5 separate regions of the Sus scrofa genome follow, and all the other regions are linked to region 1. The links are chromatin contacts, called in public Hi-C, HiChIP or PLAC-seq and promoter capture Hi-C maps. All regions are on one chromosome and are shown on one strand. The core of a region is the stretch at or near the end of the contact, and the rest is flanking DNA. Distances in the headings are between cores, read along the strand shown.

What was found. Promoter capture Hi-C pulls out the DNA fragments that hold promoters and counts their contacts. A called contact is a pair of places that touch in the nucleus more often than the background predicts. HiChIP or PLAC-seq counts read pairs in DNA pulled down with a chosen protein or histone mark.
Region 2: a promoter capture Hi-C map of fetal liver shows a contact between it and region 1, with 4 times the contacts expected there. The contact joins the promoter of SNAP23 here to the promoter of CDAN1 in region 1. A contact is called at or near these places in 3 of 5 promoter capture datasets (fetal liver, fetal skeletal muscle and liver), 7 of 47 Hi-C or Micro-C datasets (embryonic fibroblasts, heart right ventricle, liver and 1 more) and 2 of 2 datasets of contacts at active chromatin or transcription factors (alveolar macrophages and skeletal muscle).
Region 3: a contact with region 1 is called in an H3K27ac HiChIP or PLAC-seq map of skeletal muscle, with 3 times the contacts expected there. The contact joins the promoter of LRRC57 here to the promoter of CDAN1 in region 1. A contact is called at or near these places in 5 of 47 Hi-C or Micro-C datasets (embryonic fibroblasts, heart right ventricle, liver and 1 more) and 2 of 2 datasets of contacts at active chromatin or transcription factors (alveolar macrophages and skeletal muscle).
Region 4: a Hi-C map of skeletal muscle shows a contact between it and region 1, with 4 times the contacts expected there. The contact joins the promoter of STARD9 here to the promoter of CDAN1 in region 1. A contact is called at or near these places in 7 of 47 Hi-C or Micro-C datasets (alveolar macrophages, embryonic fibroblasts, epiblast stem cells and 3 more) and 1 of 2 datasets of contacts at active chromatin or transcription factors (skeletal muscle).
Region 5: a Hi-C map of embryonic fibroblasts shows a contact between it and region 1, with 4 times the contacts expected there. The contact joins the promoter of TTBK2 here to the promoter of CDAN1 in region 1. A contact is called at or near these places in 3 of 5 promoter capture datasets (fetal liver, fetal skeletal muscle and liver), 13 of 47 Hi-C or Micro-C datasets (brain, embryonic fibroblasts, heart right ventricle and 5 more) and 2 of 2 datasets of contacts at active chromatin or transcription factors (alveolar macrophages and skeletal muscle).

The regions. Positions count from the first base shown.
Region 1 is chr1:128,640,091-128,642,697 of Sscrofa11.1, reverse strand. It overlaps CDAN1 (codanin-1), which reads right to left and starts at 1,287. Exons shown (of 29, transcript XM_021097154.1): 1 at 1,157-1,287; 2 at 616-927; 3 at 439-614; 4 at 2-205. The coding sequence starts at 1,246. It overlaps TTBK2 (tau-tubulin kinase 2), which reads right to left. Exons shown (of 15, transcript XM_003353383.5): 15 at 2,604-2,607.
Region 2 is chr1:128,887,664-128,890,270 of Sscrofa11.1, reverse strand. SNAP23 (synaptosome associated protein 23) reads left to right here and starts at 1,316. Exons shown (of 8, transcript NM_001244719.1): 1 at 1,316-1,407.
Region 3 is chr1:128,837,816-128,840,422 of Sscrofa11.1, reverse strand. It overlaps LRRC57 (leucine rich repeat containing 57), which reads right to left and starts at 1,286. Exons shown (of 6, transcript NM_001244811.1): 1 at 1,104-1,286; 2 at 907-1,012; 3 at 671-809. The coding sequence starts at 990. HAUS2 (HAUS augmin like complex subunit 2) reads left to right here and starts at 1,396. Exons shown (of 6, transcript NM_001243905.1): 1 at 1,396-1,502. The coding sequence starts at 1,410.
Region 4 is chr1:128,807,671-128,810,277 of Sscrofa11.1, reverse strand. It overlaps STARD9 (stAR-related lipid transfer protein 9), which reads left to right and starts at 1,327. Exons shown (of 35, transcript XM_021097164.1): 1 at 1,327-1,476. The coding sequence starts at 1,430.
Region 5 is chr1:128,488,402-128,491,008 of Sscrofa11.1, reverse strand. It overlaps TTBK2 (tau-tubulin kinase 2), which reads right to left and starts at 1,323. Exons shown (of 15, transcript XM_003353383.5): 1 at 931-1,323.

The DNA of each region.
Region 1 (2,607 bases), core at 38-2,537:
CCGCTCCTTCCTGAGCATCTCCCGCTCCTCTTGGAGACTTCTGCACCCTGAGGGGAGGCCATGGCCCCAAGGGCTAGTGTCCAGGACTGAGGGTTGGGAACTGGGGACACAGTTGATTGGGGGTGAGGTGAAGCAAGTCTTGGGCTTGGAGAGTGACCGCTCTTCGCTCACCGGAGTTGGGTTGATCCTGCGTGAAGGCTTGGTCCTGCTAAGGAGTAGCCACAAGTTTTTCTCAAATTCTTTTTCAAGCATCTCCCCCTCCACCACAATCTCCACCACAACTTGGCCTCATTGCAAAACACGCTTCGCTATGGTAGTTATCTCTTCCAACCTTCTTGCCAATACTACGCTCTACTATAGAGTACCTAGCCTTAATTTACTGACTGCCCTAGCGGAGCCTTGCTACCACCCATCTCCCCGATGAAGGCTGATTCTCACCCTGCAGAGCCCGGAGGAACCGAGCCTACGGGAGGGAACTCCTCCAGGTTGCTGAGGTTTGGCGGGTCAGAGCGCGCGAGGCTAGGGCTGCTGGGGCTGCCGGAGCTCTTGGGCCTTCGGCCTCCGGCCCAGGGTAAGCTCTCCCCGCTGACTCCCTCCTCCAGGCCCCGGGGCCCGGCCTCCACGCTCGCGGGCCGGCCCCGGGCCCCGCCTCCTGCCCCCACGGCGGGCCGAAGGGGCCTCAGCTGCGGCAGCGCTCGAAGGCTCTGTCGGAGGGAAGAGCTGGCTGCGCGCTCCGCGGCCCCCCCGCGGCGGGCCCCCCGGCCTCCCTGGCAAGGCTGCGGAGGAGCCAGGGGCCTTGGCGGGGGTTGGGGGGCCCTGCGGGAGGACGCGGCTGCTCTGCTCCCTCAGGAAGTTCAGCAGGAATGGAACGAATTCCTTCCGTAGTGGCCGAAGTGAGCTCAGCGCGGCCGCCTCCCCGGGGTCATCCTGAGGAAGAAGCGGCAGTGAGCGAGAGGGTCAGCTGCCAGCCCGCGGCCACGAGCAGTACGGGCTGCAGGGCGCGCTGAGGCAGGCGGGCGGCCGGGGCATCGGCCCCTAGTTGGAGAGCACTCGGCTCGGGCTGACAGCCAGGCACCCCAGAAGAAGGGGACCGGAGGAGTGGTGTCTCCGTGGGAAGCAGATTCGGGCCAGGCTGGGGGCGTGTCGGCACTGTTACCTCCGAACTCTGGGCGCTGTGCGCGATCCACCGCACGGCGGCTGCGACCGACAGCTCCTCTCTCAGCAGCGACTCCAAAACGGCCGCCATCCCGGTTCGGGCGCTCGGAGGCGATTGCGCAGGCGCCGGCGCGCCACGGGCGGCCTGGGAGGGGCGGGGCCGGCGCCGAGGGGCGACCGTTGGGCCGCGGGGCGGAGGAGGCGGGGCCGTGGGCGGGGCCGGGACCGGCGGCGGCCGGGCTTCCCCATGCTGAGGCTCGGCTTGGGCCTTGGATCAAGGCCGCGGCTGGGCTTGCGGTTACCGGCCCGAGGCTCGGTGGTTTGCTAGGTGCGGCGCGCCGCTGTCGGTGAGACCGGGTCCCGGCTGCCCTGGGCCGAGGGCGACCTGCTGGCGCTCGGGACGCAGCCGCGGAGACCTAGGGCCCAGGAGAGCGGCAGGACGGTAAAGGTGAACAAGTCTCCGGGGAAGGAAGATGCCTATATTTACGATAAACACGTTCTTTTAAGAGTTTACGTTGTCTAGTTTTCAACCATCACCACCCTGAAGAAGTTACGAAAAAGTTAACTTCATTTTGACGTTGTCTTTCTCAAGGGCTGCGTTTTCAATCCCGTCCCATCCTGTACCCAGGCACTGTTTTTCCAGGATTCACCATCAAAAGATGGATGACTTAAGACTCTTTTAAGACTCAATTCTTGCAGGGGCGCTTTTTATGATCCTCAGCCCACAACCCTCAGAGTGCTTCAGGCCGTCCTGCACACATAATCGCCTACTATGTATTCCTCACCCGTTACACAAGGTTACTTATTTCAGCTACTTTGCAGTTGAGAAGTTAATAGGCACATACATGATTAGTTTCTGGGAGCTTGAGGTGTATCTTTATTTCTTATTCTGAAAAACAGGAGAGGGAGCTCTTTGGATAGTGCTCCTCACCGAGAAATCGAGAAAGGGAAACCAGGCAGAGAAAAACAAATGGCAGTAACACTGCAGGCCAATCCAAATCAGGAAAGGTGAGGCAAATCGGCCCACAGGAATGCCTCTAGTGAGTTCCTTTGGTTCTAAGGAAGGTGGAAAGGAGTGTGTGGTGGGAAGCAGAAATCACTTCAGTGCTATAGGTAGGATTCCTACAGAGAAGGAGAAATTACCTCCCCCTAGAGATAGAATGATGGCTTGAAAGAGAGCTTTTAACACGTTCGATTTTTACATGGGGAACCATCTCCCCCTATCCTCCAACTCTGGTTTTTGTCTGCAGGGATACTGAACACCTAGTTTCTATTCAGTCTAGTGCTTCTTTTTCTAGGTCACTTCTGGATGTGATACTGCATTTATAGTAACACTTTCTGCTCCCCCTTGATCTTGTAACCTGTGGTGCATTTGATAACTTTATTAAATTAGAAAAATTATATTTCCCACTTCTGAAATCCAAACCACCACACAAATAGAATTAGAGTTTG
Region 2 (2,607 bases), core at 67-2,566, 250 kb before region 1:
GCTCCTTTGGCATATGGAGGTTCCCAGGCTAGGGGTCCAATTGGAGCTATAGCCGCCGGCCTACGCCAGAGCCACAGCAACTTGGGATCCGAGCCACGTCTGCAACCTACACCATAGCTCACTGCAATGCCAGATCCTTAACCCACTGAGGAAGGCCAGGGATCGAACCTGCAACCTCATGGTTCCTAGTCGGATTCTTTAACCACTGAGCCACGTTGGGAACTCCTGCTTAAGATCTTTTGATATTCTCAGTGATCATGGTAAAGTGAAAAAATGCAAGATCTTCTAAGATCTAACTTTTTTAAAAAATTGTAGTATGATTGATTTACAATGTTATGTTAGTTTCATGAGTACAGCACAGTGATTCAGATATATATATTACAAAATGTTGGGTATCATTCCCTGTGTTATACAGTAGGTCCTTATTAGTTATCTATTTCACATGTAGTAGTATCATTGCCAACTTTTTTTTTTAACAGCTGCATCTGTGGCATATGAAAATTCCCAAGCCAGGGGTTGAATAGGAGCTGAAGCTGCAGCCTGCAGCTCCAGATTCCTGGGGCATCTGTGAAGCTGCAGCAAGATGGGAGGATCCTTAACCCACTGAGCCAGGCCAAAGATTGAAACTGCATCCTCACAGAGACAACTGTTAAGTCCTTAACCCACTGAGTCACAGCAGAAACTACATCATTGCCAACTTTTAAAAACCCTTTCTCCCCTTCACCGGAAGGCGGCGCGCTTTAAGCCTCTCAAGTAGGATGAACTGCAAGGAATTTCCAGAAGGTGTTATGTTGTTCTTGGCACACTCTGTTCTCACAGTCTGGAAACTCCTATCTCCTTCCATTCCAAATTTCCGGGGGAACTCCTACTTAGCCTTCACGATTCAAAAGTCACTTCCTCCGGGAACTCTTCCAGATACCCTAAGAATAAAGCGCTTTGTTCACTGTGCCCCAACGGCGCCTCGGATTTTTCATATTCCAAGCACTATATTCTGTCCACTACAATTTGTTTACATATCTATGTCCCAGTCTAGGCAAAGGTCGGGGAGGCATTCTATTCGTTTTCTCTTCCTCAACATTCATCTCGTACATTGCCTGGTACACGGTTTGCCCTCGGTAAATGTTTATTGCATAAACACTTTCCATCTTGGGCGGGACCCGAATTGTCGGGTTAACCGGTGAGTCCCCAGACTCTTCGCCTGCGTGGCAGGGAGATTTAAACCGCCCCCCCGCCCCCACACCAGGGTGATTGGCTCCAGCTGCAGGGGTGTGTCCGCGCCCGCCGCGCCGGAGGAGCGCGCAGGCGCGCAGGTTCGGCGCGCGCAGGCGCAAGAAGAGAGCAGTTGGAGAGTCCGGCCTGCGGGTGTCCGATCTGCTGCGGCCGGAGAGGAGTGGCCGGAACTGCTTGGTGAGTCTCCAGGAGTGGGATTGAGGGAGCTGGCTGCCGTGAAGATTGGGTTCATAATCCCAAGGAGAAAGTGTATATCGTGACAGTTGAAAAACTGGTGGGGTCGGGCTTGAGGGGAGGAGGGGGCGCTCTGGCCCGAACTGAGCCGGTCCGGCCGGGCTCGAAGACGCGAGGCTCCTGGAGACTCTCTAGGGGTCAGAGGAGGAAGGGTGGAGGGATGTTGGTTCTCCGGACTTTCCTTGAAACCTAGCAGAGGTAAACTCCCACTCCCTGACTTCTCACCCTCGCAGTTGTCGGGATTAATAGACTTTATGGTGGCCACAGTGATCAGATTAATTTTCAACTACCTGTATGAAAAAGGTTTCTGAGATTCATGGCATTGGAGAGTCCATGCTCTCTAGGAAAGTCTGTACTTGGCTCGCGGCTTCACTGAAGACAAACGAAGGAAAGAGTTATTAAAAGTAAAATTCCACGGAGTAAATGGTGGTGGTGGTGGGGAAGTCCTGGAAAGTGCTGTTTCACCTGGAACTTTTTTTCATCATTAGTCACCACAATGCTAGACAAGGCAGATGGGGGTCAGAGGCAACGAAAGTCGTCAAAATTGGGAAAAGAAGATGAGAAGAGAATATAAATTTTGCCTTTTGCTACTTGCCCTCTCCTTTGGGGAGGGCTGGAGGCGATTATGGATACTGGCAGCTTATGACAGTGTTGCCTTAGCTTCCTGAAAATAATGTAGCTTCTTAGTAGAAGGTATTTCAAGAATTGAGAGTGATATTATTCCATCTGCCCTGGGACCTTAAAACTGGTTTGCAGATGTTCTGGTGAAATCCTGCAGGTTTGGCCAGATGGAAATGGTTCTTCCACTTTCTTGGTTAGCCTGAAAGATACCACGCTTGAAATTCATGAGACATCTTTAGCAAGAATACTTTGACATTTAAACTTAAAATATTTCATAGTAAAATTTTAAAATATTATTTCTTCCACCAGCAAATTTGATTCCTAAGGCATCCACTAATCACCTGCCTTTCATTCCTTTGGAAAGAGGTAATGAGAAAAAAACACTTTCATATAAATATTAACAAATATTAGGAGAAAACCCTCTTCCTATATGACCATGCTCCTTTGACAGGCCATGTGAAAGTAAATTAAATGATCATGTAACTTAACCCACAACTTAGATATCAGTGTTGCTAGGGATCT
Region 3 (2,607 bases), core at 37-2,536, 200 kb before region 1:
GAGCTGTGGTATAGGTTGCAGACGTGGCTCAGATCTGGCATTGCTGTGGCTCTGGCGTAGGCCAGCAGCAACAGTTCCAATTAGACCCCTAGCCCAGGAACCTCCATATGCCGCCGGTGTGGCCCTAAAAGGACAAAAGACCAAAAAAAAAAAAAAAAAATGCGGGAAAGCATTATGTGTATAATGGGCTCCTTTTGTGAAGGGGCCACTGCACAATCCCACAGCAGTTTTGTGGGATTTGGAACACCCTCCCCTTTCCATCCCATCTGCCCTTCCAAATCAGTAGCAAAATTAGCCCTGCCTACATTACCTCCCAAAGACAGTCCCTTTCAAATCCAAATTAACCCCATCCCCAACAATACAATACCAGAGGAGGCTTATAAATATAATTACAACAGATAGAAAGCTTCAAGGACTCAGACATTCTCCCTAGTCTTGAGCTCCTGAACTGTTTCATAACAACAATCAGCTTGTTAGGAAAAAACCACCCTTTTTTTCCCTTAAGATTCTGATATATTTATTTGAAAACTAGTTTTATAACATTATAATCACACTCCACACTATATTCCAAGAGAAAAACCACCCTCTTTAACACCTTATCACTAGCAAAAGCTTCCCCAGGAGCAAACCTCCCCAGGCGCAAAAGCCTCCCCAGGCGCAAAAGCCGTACTCAGTCTGTTGTTGTTCAAGGAGAGGCTCTTCAGTAGAGTGAACTTCCCTATAATCATAGGCGGTAGACTCTCGATCTTGTTGCTGGACAAGTCGATGGTCCTGAGATTGCTTGTCAGCTTCTGCAACTCTGAGGGGAACTGATGAAAGGGGTTCACAGCGCAGAGAATCCTTTAACTTCCCCGCCCGCCGTCCCTCTCCCTTTAAATTCCCTGGTCCGAGTCCTTCCAGTCTCACCTCGGTCAGCCCACGATCCTTAAGCTGAAAGACACCAGTTTTCTGCGCGGTTTCCACATGAGCACGGAGGGCACTGTTTCCCATCCTAGCGCCACTGCTCAGGTCCCTGTGGGAAGGAAGCGCAGCTGTCACCGCTCGGTCCAGGCACCCAGCCACCCGGTTGGCCTCCCGGCTGGGTCTGAAGCCTCAGCTGTCACCTCCTGCGGATCCCTGGATCTTGGGGGCCAGCCCAAGAGTGGCTGGGAAGAAAGAGCAGAACACCAGGCCCTGCCGATTTTGCAGCTCTTCCGAAACCAGCCGCCGCTAGGAGCCTAGGGAGGATCCGGAATCCCGGAACTCGCCTCCTACCCCTCAGCTCACAGCCGGCTGGGTGGAGAAAGAACCAGGACCCGCGCTCGCAGGGGATGAGTTCCCCGCCCGGGAGGAAACACCCTGTGACGTCATCGAGCCGCGCCGAGCGTTCCACTCACTCTCCGCGCCACCCGGGAAGGTGTTGCCCAGCCATGGCTGCCGCTAGCCCCTGGGACCTGGCCTCCGCGCCAAACGCTGCCGGGCTACTGCTGGGCCATTTCGTAGCTTCAGGGTTGGTCACTCAGGTGCGTGGGGGCTATGGCGTCATTAAGGGGGTGCCCAAAGTGGTGACAGAAGATGGCTGTGAGGTGGTGGTGGTGGTGTTGGCTGCGGGAGTGGGTGTGAGGGTTAGCTGGAGGCTGTGCTAGGTTCGAGGCAAGTGGAGCTCCTTGCGGGCGGCAGAAGTGTCTAGTCCGCTGTGGGTTCTGCAAAATCTTGATTCTGAGAAGGTGTTTCAAGTGTCTGGCGAGTGAGTTACTCCAGATCATTTCATGGGCGATAATAAAGATTAGTGTTCCCCGCTTTTTTTCATTCAGTGATACCGCCTGTAGATTGTAATGGGTGGCGGGGTTGGGAAGTACGGGTGGGTGCTAAAACATAAATCTCCAAATAACGCTCGTTTGTGTGAAATATTGAGGCATTACGGGAGACGCTGGATACAGGAGAGCGGCAAGGGAGGCATGCATCTTTAAAGGCCAGGGGAAAAAAATATTGGCGAAGAAGACCCATAAAACCTTGGAACCTGAATGAAGGAAGGTGTTAATTTTGAGAAGAGAAGAGGGAGACTAGCTCAAGGGGGTGGTAGTTTTAGATTCGGCAAGGAAGCGCATGTTCGCAGGTCAAAGGGAAAGAGCCAATGGAGGGAGAAATTGAAGATGTGAGGGAGTAATGAAATAGAAATAGCAGATGTGACAAGGGAATGGGGAAAGTGGGGTTAAGAGAAGAGAAAGAAATTTTGAGGTAATGAAGAAGTTGAGAAATTTCACTAAAAAAGGAAACTGAGAAAAATAGGTAAAACCATCTGCAGAGATTAGCGGTATACACATGATGGAAGATTTGTGGGAAATATGCAAGTCTTTATACCCAGAAGAGTCATTAGAGAATTCTATTATCTGCTTAGAGTAATTTTAAGATGCAAAAACAAAAACCTAAGGAGACCAAGAAACATGTCCAAGTCACTCAACTAGCGAAGTAGTTAGATCCCGATGCTCTCCCTTTTCTGACACATCATATCATCTCTAGGATGACTTGTGACACTGTCTTGAAAGAGTTTAAACTGTTGAAGAACTTGAAGACCTAGTAACAAGACTTTTTATGGATTTTGGGGAAAATGAGTGGAAGTAAGGAATG
Region 4 (2,607 bases), core at 78-2,577, 170 kb before region 1:
TATCCCCATTGGTTTTCCTGCTGTTCCTCTAACATTTCAGGCTTTCTTCAAGTTCAGGGCCTTTACATGTGCTTGTTCCCTGTGTCTGAAATTGCCCTTCCACACAACAGCATGACTCTTCTTTTACATCCTTAAGATTTTTCTTAAGTGTCACATTCTCCACGAGGCTTTCCCGAGGACTTCCAGGGCCACATTATCTACAGTTTCAGCACCCTCTTTACTTACTTCCTATCCCCTTTCTGCTTTATTTTTTCTTTAGCTAATCTCATACACATTTTACTTAAATTGCTTCACATATTATTAGTTTCTCTCACCAAGCTGCCTGAGGTCAGAGCTTTGCTTGCTCTCTTCTCTGCAATGAGCCTGGTTATAATAGGTGATTTCTTAGGAATTACTCATTAGATACATAAAATTAATACCTGCAAGTTGCCCCCCCCAGTTTATTCAAACCTGTTTGTCACCTTATCAATAAGGCCTTTCCTGAATATCCCATATAAAGCAGCACCTTTCCCCCTACATACACACACAGAGACCATTACCATACCTCCTTGCTCTCCTTTTTCAAAAAATCTCATTTAGCACCATTCAAGTTACCATATAATTGTGTATTTATTCTCTCTTCCCTTCCCTGGGGATTCTAATTTCCACGAAGCCTGGGGCTGTATCCTCAGGGCCTTAGAACAACTTGACTCTTGGCAGGCAGTAGCTATTTCTTGGGTGAATTAATGAACTAATTCTATCTGGTAATATACCCTTCACGATCACAAACTGTAATGGTGGCTATGAGCTTCCAGTACAATCTAGAGAAGCTCTCCAGTAAGCGTTCTAAACTCCTTTAACTCCAATGCCCCGTCAAAGAAAGACCATGCTCCTTATAGAGAACTGCAAAAACATTTGTTGCCCATTTCATTTCCACCCTTAAAACTTAAGAATTGACAGCTCAGGCGAACGCAGCGAATAAAAATATTTAGCAAATTATTTTGTAAATTGTCTGGCGTTCACCAAACTTAACGTATTTACTTGACTCACTACCGCCGTCCACAAAGGGAGAACAAGTTAGTTCCTAGTAGGCAGGGCAGGCCCCACCCGGCCAGGATCTGCGCCTTCCCACCCGCGGGGCTCAGGATTGGTCTAGGCTCTGCAGTCAAAGCCGGGGTCAGGCAGCGGCGCGCGCGGGCGGGGTCGTCCCCGTGAGGCGTGTGGGCGGAGCGAGGCGGGGCAGCCCGCGCGTCCTCCCGCCCACGGAGCTCAGGATTGGCCAAGGCTTGGCAGGCACCGCCCTGGTCGGGCAGCCGCTGGCGCATGGGAGGGGCCGTCCCGTGAGGCGCGTGGGGCAGGCGGGGCCGGACAGGGTTGGGACTGGGCTTGGGGTTGGGGCCGGGGATGCAGCAGCAGGGCGGACCTGTGGGGTTTGAGCCGTGGCGGAGGGATGGCCAATGTGCGGGTGGCCGTGAGGGTCCGGCCCCTCAGCAAAAGGTGAGTCTGGGCGGGAGGGAGAGCCTGAGGCGTCAAAAGAGCTGAGTCGAGATTGAGGAACCCGCCTCTCTCTCAAGAGATTCTGGCGCGGCGAGATCAGACACAAAGTGGTCCAAGGGGCCAGCGTCCGGAAACTGTAAAGCCTGGCAGGACCAGGCCTCGCTTGGGTTGAGTTTTCGATTACTGCCCGGCGGGTAGTGGTGAGTGAATGGTCTCAGGGTGGTCTGCCCTGTCTGCGTCCCTGGAGTCCTGCCAGCAGGGGTTTTGAGGGACCGCGGCCCAAGTCTTGGTGATGCACGAATTGGGCCTTTTTCTCTGGGTTTGCTGAGAAGGGCTGGCAAAATGTCTCTTGGCGCGTGAGGGAGCCGCGGTCTCCTGTCTCTTCTCGGTGGCTCTGGAGTATCTGTGAGGACTGAGGCAGAGTTGTGTGTGTTCCTGCCTGCCCAGGGGTTTCTCTGTGAAGCTGTGGAGGAAGGCATGAAAGGGAAAGAGGCTCAGAGGGGTCGTGATTTCATTCTGTGCCCAAAAGAAGATCTACGACTAGAGGGAAGTCGTTTTAACCCTCATTGTAGCCAGTGCCCGGTTCCTCATGGCTGAATGTGACCCTGCACTTCTCAGCTGTTAAGGCATCCACTGCGCGGACACACAATTTCTTTCCCTTTTCACTGATTTTCCTCTGATAGGTTTGGAAATTCAGGGAGGGCTTCTCAGAAGGGTTGGCGTTTGAAGCTAGTAGCTTTTTAAAGAGCTAATAGAGTTTGCTGACAGGTGCAGAAGATGTAAAGAGCACAATACTGAGATCTAAGGACTTAGGCTGTTAGGAAACAAGAGTTTCGGTTGAGAGGGTGTGTGGAGGGAGGTGAGTGGTAGGAGATAAAGCTGACAATGTGTTTTGGGACCAGAAAGCACATATTGGAACCATTTGGGAGGTTTAAAATTTTCCAGGACATAAGTTGGCTGGAAAATTGGGCCGAAGGGTCAAATCAGGCATAATCTCCCATAACAGAATTTGGTACTAGCAGGGATTATGTTTGTCCTGATTGGTGGTGATTGGCTTTGAAAAGTCATGGAATTGACAGAATAATGAGGAAAGCAATGAAATGAGGGAAAGGAGCAAAAACTGAAAAGAAA
Region 5 (2,607 bases), core at 74-2,573, 150 kb after region 1:
ACACACTGAGTGGATACTCCGTGTGTACATGTGCCCATTCATAATAATGCAAACCTCATACATGCATTAAAAAACTTGCTTTCTATTTAATACCAAAACATCTTTACATGAACACAAATTATAACAACATTGCCCTTTTTGATGTTCAAAGAACAATTTCTAAAGCAAGGGATGAGAAGAGTTAATGCCGGATTGCTGCCACCTACCAACTTTAATTCAAAGCAAAGTACAACTCAATGTCATTTTTACCTTCTAACGCAGCCACGACTCAAATAAAATTAAGTTCACTGTGGATAAAGTATCCTGGATTCCCAATGGATTATTTACTTCGGATGTGCAGGTAAATACGTGTGGACTCTCGTCCCTCCCACAGCATCCCGGAGTGTCAACATCATCTTAGTCAAAGCCAACGACGAGCAAATCCTTCTACCTTGCACCCTAAGTACCAGAAAGTCAGGGCCTCCATTGCCGTTACTACACAACAGATTCTACAGTCCCATGCCCTCTTCTATCGCATTTGGGGGAGCCGGATGGGAAAGAACCGCTCAGGATATGCTGAGAATCCTGGATTTAGTCCTGGTACCAGACTCAACATGAATACAAGTGGTATGTGGGTCACCCACAGAAAAAGAAATAGAACGAAGCTTTGTGACCCTCGAAGTTCAGTGAAGACACCAAAAGCTTCTGGGGATACGAGGCACAACCCTTTGGGGAAACCGAGGAGAAGCAGGCGATCTCCGAGTTGGAGTGACTAGGTCTGGCACAAACCCAGGGAGTCTGCGACCCGGGAGTCTCTGGTACCCCTTCCCTCCACACCTGGGTCGGTCATTGGGCTAGGGGTGCGGCCGCAGGAGGGGGTTAGGAGTAGGGGAGGGCAGGGTGCGGAGCTCCCCCAGCTGCGCCCAGGGGGTCCGGGGGGGTGTGTCCTACCTGGGCCGTGGCAAACGCAGCGATTCGGGCGGAGGGTTCCGGTCCAGCTCAGGGCCGGGACCCGCAGGAGTCAACCCACAGCAGGCGGGACTGCCGCCGCCTGCCCATCCCCCGCCGACGACTGCGGCGGGACCCAGCGCGGCTTCGAGGGCCGGCCGGCCGAGTAGTCCCCTCGGGTACCGTCCGCGTTTACTGGCGGCGGCGGCGGCTGCTGCAGTTACTGCTGCTGCTGGCGGCCCTCAGCCGCTGCTCTAGTTTCAGCCCCTGCTTCTCCTCTTGCCGCCACCGCCGCCGCCTGGTCCCTACCGCTCCCATCGCCGCTGCGGCGACTACTGCAGCGCCCGCTGACCCGACCCGACGTTATTCTCCCCCGTCGCAACCTAGCACAGCCTAGCCCACCTGCCCTGCCAGTGCGCACGCCCACCTCTCCGCCACAGGTGCTGATTGGAGAACGCGTCCCGAGTCCGCCACATCGGTTGGCTGGTCCCATTGCCTATCACGAAAGGGGCGGAGAGTCAGGCAAAGAACATCTCCGCCCCCACCGGAGAATTGCCGCTATCTTCAGGTTTGCCTGAGAGGGCGAGTTACCGGGAAAGGAGCATCACAATGGAAGCGCGCGTGCGCGAGGGGATTCTGGACCTCGTAGTTCCAGCCTCAACGTCAACTGCCTGCCGGCCCAGAGAGGAGAAGTGGGCTTCTGGGACTAGTTGGCTCACAGTGGGGTCTTCCTAGCTCAACAGTTATCTTGGTTATATAGTGATGGTTGTGACGCCAGGGTTGGCCTTTTCTGAAGAAAATCGAAAATGCTTTCTCACCATACGAATTTCCACAAGCTGAGCTGAGGCATTGGGTCATGAAGAAGGGCCCCAAGTCGTGAGGCCCTGCCGTGCCACCTCCTGGCATGAACCAGCGCTGCCAGGATCTGGCAAATTGGCGTCTTCCCCAGAACAACCTAACATAAAGCTAATCACCGATGAGTGCTGGGAAAAGCCTAAAACTGTAAGCAAGGAGACAGAAACCTCCGGAAAGGAATATTAGCCTGGAGCCCGGCGTATCCTTAGGGTTTCCACAACTGTAGCGAACAAGATTTCATTCCCTTTTTGAAACATCACCACTGAAGGGTTCAGTGAGCAGCCCTGGGAGGTGCAGTATATGATTCTAAGCAAGAGAATGTGGGAGTCCGTAGAAGGCTTTCCAAAAAAAAAGGGAGGGGGGCGGAGCATTGAGGCTGTGTGGGATAATTTGTATTCGGTGTTGATGTATCAAGCTGTTTGGTAAAGAGGCAACCTTACGATTAAACCCCTCTCCCATCCTTACCCACCAACTTACAGAAGAAAAAAACTCCAAGAAGTTTAACAGCTTTCCTGGATCTACAAAACTATTTAGTGGCAGAACCAAAAACGTGCGTATCTTAAACGTCCCTTGTCCTATGCTTTTTTTTACTCAATAATCACAGTGACTCCCAGGAGTCTGCCATGGACTGAAAGATTGTGATGCATTACAACCTTCATTTGACTTTAAATCTTTTTCTTCACTCAAGTGACATCATGATTAAAGCTAATTAAGAATGTAGAAAGGTTAAATATGAATCCTATATTCAATCTCATAACTATTATTGAATCTGTTTCTTCTTGTTCGGGAAATGCCAGAGCCTCTTGACATTATTCGAAAAACAGC